Linked DNA regions of Zea mays: regions 2 and 3 are each linked to region 1. The links are chromatin contacts, called in public Hi-C maps. All regions are on one chromosome and are shown on one strand. The core of a region is the stretch at or near the end of the contact, and the rest is flanking DNA. Distances in the headings are between cores, read along the strand shown.

Region 1 (3,551 bases), core at 247-2,746:
TCGAGATGAGCAATCAGGTTGTTGTCTGTTGATTCTTTCGGCTGACCATTTCGGCTGCTGAGGCCTTGATCCTGTATTTGAGATGTCAGGCCTACTTAGAGCAAATGCTGGAAGGAAGCAATGTGCCTGTTCTGAGGTCCCTCCAGCATCACTTGTAATTTGTAAAGTACTCAAGTACAGACTAGAACTAGTCATGCATACCAGAAGAATAGATAGATGTTTCAGAAGTTGAGGCCTGAGATGCCGTGCCACTCTATTTGCTCTGTTTCATGCTTTGCCGTTATTATATCACTATTTTCACTGTTCATTCTAAGGCCGTTGTCACACGGGTACCAGAAGAGCAGAACACCTTTTTACGTTCCTTTTGCTGCTATGGATGGACTTCGAGAGTTCCTTGAGAAAGCACTCTCATCTATCTTTCCAATTCCTTGTTTCCTTGTGGATCCTGATCACTGAAGATGGCCATTTGATTTTTCACTTTTCAGTTATATATAAAGTGAAGACGGTTGTCTCACGCAATATGTGAAGTGCAAGATGAGCTCTACACTGCAAGGAACCCCAAGAAAAAACCACAGGTAAGTTTGTCTGATTGACAACGGCTAGAGCTGTCTGACGATGCAGATGACTCCGCATGTTCATTCATCACTTTAATTTGTTAGAAAAGCTACACAAAAAGCACATCAGAAAAAAAGAAGAAAAAGCTATTTAGTGGTACTACTAGTTGCAACTTGCAATAATGATGATGATAAATCTGCACAAGCCATAGCTATGCTATATGCTATAGCTATGTATATGTACACAAAAAATACATTTTTTGTGCTATTTTTTTTACCGCTAGTATAATATCCATGTCTTGCTACAACACACAATCATATTTAATACCTATAAAAAATAAATTTAATATTAAAATAAACATATGGTCCACACCATATATTAAACTGCTAAAAACAAATATTATAACTCATTTGATCGTTCATCCTCTTTCGGTTAGTGAGGTGGACAGTGAGAGCGCTGCATCGTGTTATTGGGTTTGACTGGTTTCTCACGGCTCATCTGTGTTGTAACGACCTATCTATGGTCAAACAAACTATTAGGATTATTGTTAGGCGAAAAATGAGGGAGATAAATAAACCTATAAGCAGGACACATGAAACATATGCTTTAAACAGTAGAGATTAACAACATAAAATAAAAAAAGGCAAACCGGGAAGCGTGCAAGCCCAAAGGCCAATCGGCCCAGAACCAGCTCCACGGTTGTTCGTGTCCGCCCACGTGGCACGCCCGGCCATTCCGGGCCCACAGATCCGGCTCAGGGTCATGTGCCACTGCCATGGCCCCCTCCTTGTCGCAGCGGCAGATTGCGACGGGGAAGAAAGGTGAGGAGACCAAGCGAAAAAAATCACGCTTTCATTGCGAGGGGGGAGGATAGGGAGGAAGACGCCAAGCCAGCTCCAGTCCGGCACCCGATATAAAGCGGCAGGCACTTGGATTGCTGACGAGATGGGACTCACACGCCGTCACAATGCTGTGCCTCGTGTCGCCCTCTTCCTCGCCGACTCCGCTTCCGCCGCCGCGGCGCTCTCGCTCGCATGCTGATCGGGCGGCACCGCCGGGGATCGCGGTAAGCTGCGGCGATCCGGGGGCTGGTGGATTTACTACTTTTGCTTTTTTTTCTTCTGTACTGATGGTTCATAGTTTCGCAGGGTGGCGGCAATGTGCGCCTGAGTGTGTTGTCTGTCCAGTGCAAGGCTCGCCGGTCAGGGGTGCGGAAGGTAGATCTTTCCCCAGATTAGAACACGTTGTTACGGACAAAATGGAATTTGGTAGTAGTTTTGGAGAGAGAAAAAAAACTCTGGAATTTGTGGATTGGGTCTCGCTCTCGCTTTGGATTTGGCTCTAGTGCTTTGTTATCAGTAGTAATCATTTTACCAAGTCTAGCGGATCTCAGATTTCAACTGAAGTTGTTTAAATTTTGGTGGTTGGTTTTCTTCAGCCATCCTAATCATTTATTACATAATAATTAGTTGAAATAAAGTGCTATATTTGATATTTCTGTGGTTGCTGCAGCAGCTAATTAGCTTCACTACATTTTCACGTGTTAGCTTCTATTGCTCGTGTAATTCTGAATCTGGCTTTAACGCACTGTGCAAGGTCAAGAGCAAATTCGCCACTGCAGCTACTGTGCAAGAAGATAAAACTATGGCAACTGCCAAAGGCGATGTCGACCATCTCCCCATATACGACCTGGACCCCAAGCTGGAGATATTCAAGGACCATTTCAGGTACCGGATGAAAAGATTCCTAGAGCAGAAAGGATCAATTGAAGAAAATGAGGGAAGTCTTGAATCTTTTTCTAAAGGTTAGGCTTAATACATTCAAATGCTAATACAAGGACCATTTCACAATATTTATAGCACCTGCCCATGCCGCAAAATATTATCTGCATCATCAACATTTCCGGATTTTGTATTTTTTTCAGGCTATTTGAAATTTGGGATTAATACAAATGAGGATGGAACTGTATATCGTGAATGGGCACCTGCTGCGCAGTAAGTTCTAATGTTGTCATGCAAACATGATGTACTGGCGGGGTATCGTTTTTTCCCATTTTGCTTGTGAAGAGATATCGTCTGATAGTAACTATATTAAAAAAAAAGAACAGCTAAAACACAGGAGAGTAATCAATGTTTGGGAGTAGAAAACTGTTCGGATATTTCATTCTTGTGCAAGACTGTCATGTCTTAGCTGAGGAGGCTATTTTTTTTCTTGCTGTGATTACATAATGCTGTTTTCTTCTTATGACAATATACTTTCCACTATTTTAATAGATTGATGCATTTGACTTGAGTTTTTTACTCATGGGTGTAGGGAGGCAGAGCTTATTGGTGACTTCAATGACTGGAATGGTGCAAACCATAAGATGGAGAAGGATAAATTTGGTGTTTGGTCGATCAAAATTGACCATGTCAAAGGGAAACCTGCCATCCCTCACAATTCCAAGGTTAAATTTCGCTTTCTACATGGTGGAGTATGGGTTGATCGTATTCCAGCATTGATTCGTTATGCGACTGTTGATGCCTCTAAATTTGGAGCTCCCTATGATGGTGTTCATTGGGATCCTCCTGCTTCTGAAAGGTCTCTTTCTACTGTCCTGGACCACATTGTAAACTTAAGCAATAGACCTTAGCAGACAAAAATATATGACAAAATTATAGTACCTTTTACCTCTGGTTTGCAGGTACACATTTAAGCATCCTCGGCCTTCAAAGCCTGCTGCTCCACGTATCTATGAAGCCCATGTAGGTATGAGTGGTGAAAAGCCAGCAGTAAGCACATATAGGGAATTTGCAGACAATGTGTTGCCACGCATACGAGCAAATAACTACAACACAGTTCAGTTGATGGCAGTTATGGAGCATTCGTACTATGCTTCTTTCGGGTACCATGTGACAAATTTCTTTGCGGTTAGCAGCAGATCAGGCACACCAGAGGACCTCAAATATCTTGTTGATAAGGCACACAGTTTGGGTTTGCGAGTTCTGATGGATGTT
Region 2 (3,267 bases), core at 424-2,923, 260 kb before region 1:
GGTCTCAGGGCTTCCACGCTCATGCACAACTGTAGAGAAACGGACAATAACAGGTGTCTGGACCCCAGGAGCACGGAGAAAATCAGCACATGTAAGGTGAGAGACATCATGAGTGACCTCAAAGAAACCCTTGGCACTGGCTCCCCGTGCATGCACAACACGTTCAGGGATACGTTCTCTGTCGAACTGAGCAAGCTTTTCGATTAGATGATAATCCTCAAGGAGGATTGGACCTGTCAAAGAAAAACACATCGTGTGGAACAATATATCAGCAATTGTTAGCTAATAACACCAAAACAGAAAGTGAAGCAGGTACTATACAATAAAACAAACTCCTAAAACAAAAGGCTTCTCATATTTCTGACATATATACTCTGATAGAAACATATTGGTTTCAGATAGGCATATTGTATGTATCCTGTTCCTGCAATTGATGGACACTTTTTGTGGCAAATTGACAATGACATTCAGAAGAGCCAAACAGGGCTTGCAATCACTTTCAAAGCTCGGTCATACATTCTGAACAAAGAAGAACCAAGGATTAAGGTTTCCAGCAGTGATTTAACCTACCCCAGGTAACCATCGAAAGTAAACACACTGTATCAGTAACAATTAACTGTGATTACCCTCCGCTGACTTTACTACTCTCCAAGTGTCCCTCACCTAGGATTATCACTATGACTCCATGATGGCATTTCGTACCGGGAATGTGCTTTCTTTCCCTTAAGTAACGTAATGGTTCGACAGCGACTGGCAAAAATATCAGGACAAAAGCTTCACCTTACAGCTGATACAAGGAATAAGTCCTTTGGGCAAGTCTCAAATTCATTGACGATATTCGGACAGGTGAATCAACGACAACCCGCATGTACAGAGCAGGCAAAATTAGTCACTGGAAATTAATTAAAAGCACATCAAGATGCAAGCTTTGAATGGATGGGAAGCGAAATCCTCTGGCTTCCACGGTGCAATAATAGGCCTCAAAGCAAAGCTAGAACAGATCATTTATGCCTCGGATGGGTCTCGCACAAATCAAGAACATATATGCTACATACATAGTGAGTACATACAGGATCGTGCAAGGGAAAATGAAACCGGGATGGAGAGACGAGACAAATGAAGGCAGCAGCATGTCAGCTACAGGATAAACAGAGAGAGGGGTTGTGGTCTGACCTCGCTGTCCGACGGTGAGGGCAGAGTTGTTGTTCCAGACGGGGGCGCCGGAGTTGGTGGTCCAGAAGCTGGAGTTGCTCCCACTAGACGGGCGGTGCTGCAAGAACGAAGAGTCCCCCAGATCGAGCGCATCAATCAAGTCAGACGAGCGAATGCATCAATCAAGGGCGGAAACAAGATGCGGAATTGATTTGAGGATCTAGCACATAGGGCAAAATCGATGAAGAAAGAATTCTAAATCGAAAAAAAAGCACCTTGTATGGATCCATGGCTGCCGGTGGGATCACGTCGAGCGGGCGGGCCGAAGGGATTGGGGAGCAAACGCCTCTAGACTAGGGGGGAGAAGGAGAAGGCGAGAAGGGGGGAGAAAACAATGTCGGTTCGGCTGGCGATAAGGACGGGGAGTAGGAAGCCGATTTCCCCCCTTTTTTATCTTAAGGAAATGCCAAGGCCCAACTCCCAAGGGACGGAGAGCCGGGAAACAATGGAGGGAGGATGGCACTGCACGGCACGGCGGTGGTTTCGTGCTCTCCTCGCTGTCCATATTGCCCTCTTCCACCTCCACGTGGACTTCTTGGTTACATGATTCAGCCCGTCGGCGAGGGTGGCCTACTTGCAGAGACGAGGGGAACAGACATAACACCCATTTGCAGTTTGCACCCCGGAAGTTTTGCGTACGTGGTTACCACAAACTTTCCTTGCTAAGACAGAATCTTAACGGCTGCTGGAGCGAAAGAAAAACTCTTCGGTAGTACTTTATCTGTCTTTTTTTTATTTGTTCCGATTTAGTTTAAAAGTAAACTAGCAGACGATAACGAAAATAGTCTATAATTAAGGATCTACCTTTTTAAACAAATCATGTCTAAAGCACTAGATTTATTTTAGAGCAACTTCAATTTAGATATAGAACAAGTCCAATGTCACTGGGTTGCGACAACACACAATCATATTTGGTATTTATAAAAATAAATTTAATATCAAAACGAATATATGATCTACATATTAGATATTAAACTGATAAGAATAAATATTATATTTTATCTTAGCCAAAAGACCGAAAAAGATATAAGTTAAAAAAGAGTCTAGACCCTTTTATAACTCGCTCGACCACCCATCCTTCGGTTAGCGAATTGTTACTATGTAAAGCTTTCTGTCGTATTGTGTTTGGATAGATTCTCATGATCTACCTGTGGTGTAGTAGTCTATTGATAGGCGAGAAGTGAGTGACATGAGGCACGACACACGAAATCTAACGGAGTAGAGATTTCTACAAGTACTAAAAATAAAAGTTTGATGTAGCTTTATGGTAGGGTGCGAGAAACCCACCTAGGTTGCCAATTGTGGCCCGATAAGGCCGACTTCAGCAGTAATGCAAAGTTTATTCATAAAAATTGTTTTACACTGTTCTATACTGTAGACTGCACTATTCATAGAATAAAGTTTGAATATGAGTATTATAAAATATTAGAGATAGTCTAACAGTCCTAGAAGCTCATCTTCTTTTTTTGTCCCGTGGACACCTTGGCCCCACACGTTAGACTCTTCATCTTCCTCCTTTCTTTGTGTAAAGTAGAGGACAACAACTCGTGGGTTGGCGAGCGTGACGTTGGGGCGGCGCGTCTGGAGGCAAACACAGTCGACTGGCAAGGGAGATAGGGCAAGAAAAAAAAGTTTGCTCTGAGTGACTTGTGAGCCTCGAGCGAGCAAGTCGAGTCGAGCTAGTCTTTTAGCTTCGTTAGTGCCGAGGTGGCTTATTCTGGCTCACGGGCTATATGAGCTATATCAAATTAATCAACCTACAGAATAATAATGAATTTTAGATAATTTTATAGGTATTTGGCTCGCTCTTTAGCCTTTTATGATGGATATATGACAAATTATAATTTAAATTAATCGTGTTCTTTAACCTTTGATAATGGATAAATGACAAATCATAATTTAAATTACTCGTTATGTTGAATGGTGATTATATATTCCATATTTATATACTATTAATTCACTATATAATGCAATAATATTTATCAAGTTGTAGCTTGAGAGCCGAGCCTCGCTCATTCTTTAGCTCACCAAGTGGGTGAGCCGAGCCAAATTCGA
Region 3 (3,575 bases), core at 577-3,076, 500 kb after region 1:
GTGTCCATATATATAGAGTACAAAGGAAAAATCCCTATATATTAAATGATTGGAACTAGCTAGGCATCTATTTATACACTATTGATTAGTTTATTTGAAATAATATCCAACACATTTGCACCCGTTTTTTGTGTGAATTTGCGTAACACTATTTTGCTGCCAATATAAGCTTCAGTGGAATTTTATTGTGCAAGAATTTATATCATCAATATAATATTAATGTTACGGTGATATTTTTCTACACAGATTCTATATATCATAGTGATGTTTATCGTTCTGTATCTATATTTTATACTAACTTTTAACTTCCGTGGCAACTTGCGGGCTATGTTTTCAAGCAAAGTTGGAGCCTGGGACTCAAATTTCATTGGCTTCAAGAGAAAATTACTGATCTCACTGGGGAAACCCCTGTTGCTGTAAACCCTGCACTTGTGGGTCATCATCTGTTTTTGTTTTGGTATTTCCGTCATTCAGGCAGCACCGGTAATCAGCTTGGTCGTGGCTGATCACTCGTGCTGTGCATGTAGGAAGTAGTGAGCATGTTTAGTTTCAGTAGTGGGCCGGCCGCACAACCCAGACGTGGGGATGGACGCGTTAGTAGGCGGGTTATGTGGCTGGCATCTTGCATTCAGGTGCTGTTTGGTTCCTTGTGAGGAGCGGTAATGTTAATGTAAATGCAAAACCCCGCTAGCTGTTCCGGTTCAACGGGTACCAGGTTTTGTTTGGTAATTGCGTGTGGTTGCTTCTGGTAGAGATGGGACAGTAAGCGGGTGCATATGCGATGGGAAGACGCCAGGATGAGAGCGGTATCATCATTCTGAAGGTCTGTATCTGATAGCGCGTGAATTGATGCCGTTCGAACCGAACCAAACGAGAAGCAAGGTGATTGGGGCCCGCTGTGAATCGTTGACGGATGAAAATACGCGAACCAAACAACACCTCAGTTGTAACTAGGTAGGTGCCCATGCGATGCCACAGAACATAAATTGCGAACCTCCAATAGACTTTATTTGAGACAAGTGATGTCCAAGAAAATGGGGGTAAACTGACACAGCTATCACTTGCATTACTTGCCCTATGCGTGGAAGAATCTGACACAACTATCACCCATGAAGATTTCCGGTTAACTTGTGGAACCGGACTTCATTTGAGACAAGACAACAATACCAGTGTTGAGCTTGCCACTCGGCCATGGCACACGCGAGAACACGGGATGATCAAGTAAGAACTGAACAGAATGCACTAATACAAAAGGATGGCTTGCGTTCGCTTCCTTGCTCCACAGGAAGCATAGCTGATATACAAATCGAGAACACTGGTATAGGTAAAACTTCTCGATTTGCCACATAGTTTATCGTGGTTTTATACGTCCCCGTTGCAATGCACGGGCACTCTCCTAGTATATATATATATATATATATATATATATATATATATATATATATATATATATATATATATATATATATATATATATATATATATATATATATATATATATATATATATATATATATATATATATATATATATATATATGATCAAACCATTTAACGATTCAGTAATCAAATTACACAATGTACAAAATTAATTATTAGTGCGTATATATATATCCAGCACGCCCCTAGAAACAACTTGGTCGACTGTTGGTGTTCTCGTGGGGTCGATCGATGGCACTGGCAGGGCGCGCACGCAGCAGGACACGAGGTGTGTTTTGTTCGCCCGTTACGCGCTATGCATGGCGACATGATCCGCGATGCATGGCCGGCCGCGGCCGCGCGCAGAGGTCGAGGCACTCAGGGTTGGCCGGGCGGCCGCCTGGCTAGCTGCCAGCTGCCTCCTGGTCCTGGCTGCTAACTACTATACGCGTCCTGATCTGCTAGAGAGGCACATGTGTCTCTCGATCGAGTCTCCATGCACCGGGCCAACGGCATATGCATGCTTGTCTTCTTCGTCTAGTGGGTGCGTGGTTTGACATGTAGTACGAGTATCGTCTCTGATCATTAGTTTGACAATGATGCATCATGCATGGGTCGACGATGGCGTGCTGGAGCTGGAGGACGACGACAGAGAGGGAGACAGGATCCGGGAGGCATGCATATCAATGGGCATAACGGGCGACAGGGTCACAGGGGCCTGCCTGCATGCGATGCGATGCGATGCGAGAGAGGGGAGGCCTGGCATATGCAGCCAGATGAGATGCTTCCCTCGTGTTCCGTGCTCCCTGCTCCTCCTGCTGCATGCATACGCTGGTCTCGCTTGTTGTTGGAGCTAGCGACACGGCCCCCTCTGCTCGATCGGATCTCCGCCGCTTGGTCCAGCCGGGACGACGACATGTACGGACGCAACGGCATGTCGTCGCGACCTGTTGAGCTTCAAGGCCAGCCCGGCAGCCCCTGTTCGCTAAGAGAAAAACAGTACAAATTAAAGTAAAGCGAACATGCTAAGTTTTTAAGTAAAGATATATTATATCTTTAGTTCCTATTAGACCTGCTAATGGATAAAAATCCAACCTACGCCCACTCATAACCAAATAATAACTTTGATATTCATCCCACACCCATCCAAAAATATAAGAAGTAAATTAAACCCAACCATCCAATAATATTATTAACCCCAAACCAACCCGTAATTAGGTGGAAACCCCGTAGTTTCAGCTTATTGTGTCACATCAAGCCAACTGCATATACATACACTGATATACAGTGACAATTTTATAGGTAGTTTCAATGATATACAAAAACATAGTCCACGATATAAAAAACAGTGACAATAATATTATACACTGATACAAAAACAAGTTTAGTCGATAAACATTTATGTCTCGAGAGAATAACAAAAAACATATGTTAAAGATCCTTAAGGAACAATTATCTTTTTGGCAAGAAAGATAAACTAGCAGCTGTGAAAAGAGTCTCTGATCAAGCTCGAAGCTAGCAACAATGGAAGGGCACATCTAGGTAGCATCAGAAGCCCACCGAACGACGCATAAATCTCCCTAGAAGTGAAAAGAAAAGAACTATGTGTGAACGGGCCTGGGGCGACAGTGTGTTCGCTTCGTATGCAAGAGCGTGCGCCAGGGGACAGGGGCGTCGGCATCTAAGTGTGAAAGTGTCTAAGCTGGATGCGACCGTCGGTGCACGGGTGAAGACTTGGAGAGTTAGGGTTGAGTTGGGTATGTTGGGACTTGAGACTAAATTGGGAGTAGACTCGAATACAGTCATACGGTCTACGGATAGGTGAAGACCCATAGAAATCCACACCTATACAAATCCATCTACACCCATGGTTATCAACCATTTCAACCCACAATACAAAATAAACGCACCTAACTCATTAACAATTAAAACCTATCATAACCCACCAAAACAAAACTATTTCTTAAACCCACCTAAAATACCTACTTACACCTATCCCGTTTGCAGGCCTAATTCCTATAAATAAAAACGTCCTGCGTCATGCAGAGGATTATGGTATTATCACAACACGACAACATCTATACAGGTAAGCAAAGCCAGCGCGCGCCCGCACACCATGCCATACCGGCTAGTAGTGGTGGAGATGTAGCTGACCGT

Evidence for each region. Hi-C and Micro-C count contacts between places; a contact is called where the count stands out from the background.
Region 2: a Hi-C map of ear shows a contact between it and region 1, with 2.2 times the contacts expected there. The contact joins the promoter of LOC542369 here to the promoter of LOC542315 in region 1. A contact is called at or near these places in 5 of 25 Hi-C or Micro-C datasets (ear, endosperm, leaf and 1 more).
Region 3: a Hi-C map of ear shows a contact between it and region 1, with 2.7 times the contacts expected there. The contact joins the enhancer-like site here to the promoter of LOC542315 in region 1. A contact is called at or near these places in 2 of 25 Hi-C or Micro-C datasets (ear and tassel).

The regions. Positions count from the first base shown.
Region 1 is chr5:65,203,835-65,207,385 of Zm-B73-REFERENCE-NAM-5.0, reverse strand. It overlaps LOC542315 (starch branching enzyme 1), which reads left to right and starts at 1,496. Exons shown (of 14, transcript NM_001111900.1): 1 at 1,496-1,621; 2 at 1,704-1,772; 3 at 2,152-2,359; 4 at 2,480-2,549; 5 at 2,869-3,135; 6 at 3,239-3,551. The coding sequence starts at 1,523. It overlaps LOC103626470, which reads left to right. Exons shown (of 9, transcript NM_001368267.1): 9 at 1-35.
Region 2 is chr5:65,469,242-65,472,508 of Zm-B73-REFERENCE-NAM-5.0, reverse strand. LOC542369 (catalase 1) reads right to left here and starts at 1,673. Exons shown (of 8, transcript NM_001254879.2): 1 at 1,428-1,673; 2 at 1,174-1,270; 3 at 1-233. The coding sequence starts at 1,442.
Region 3 is chr5:64,700,587-64,704,161 of Zm-B73-REFERENCE-NAM-5.0, reverse strand. No RefSeq gene overlaps it. Among protein-coding and RNA genes, the nearest start is that of LOC103628242, 65 kb to the right of the region's middle. Within about 2 kb of position 1,826, at least 13 of the 20 cell types and tissues checked have an H3K27ac peak or open chromatin away from gene starts, as enhancers often do. A contact at or near this core is called in ear and tassel, where this site is marked.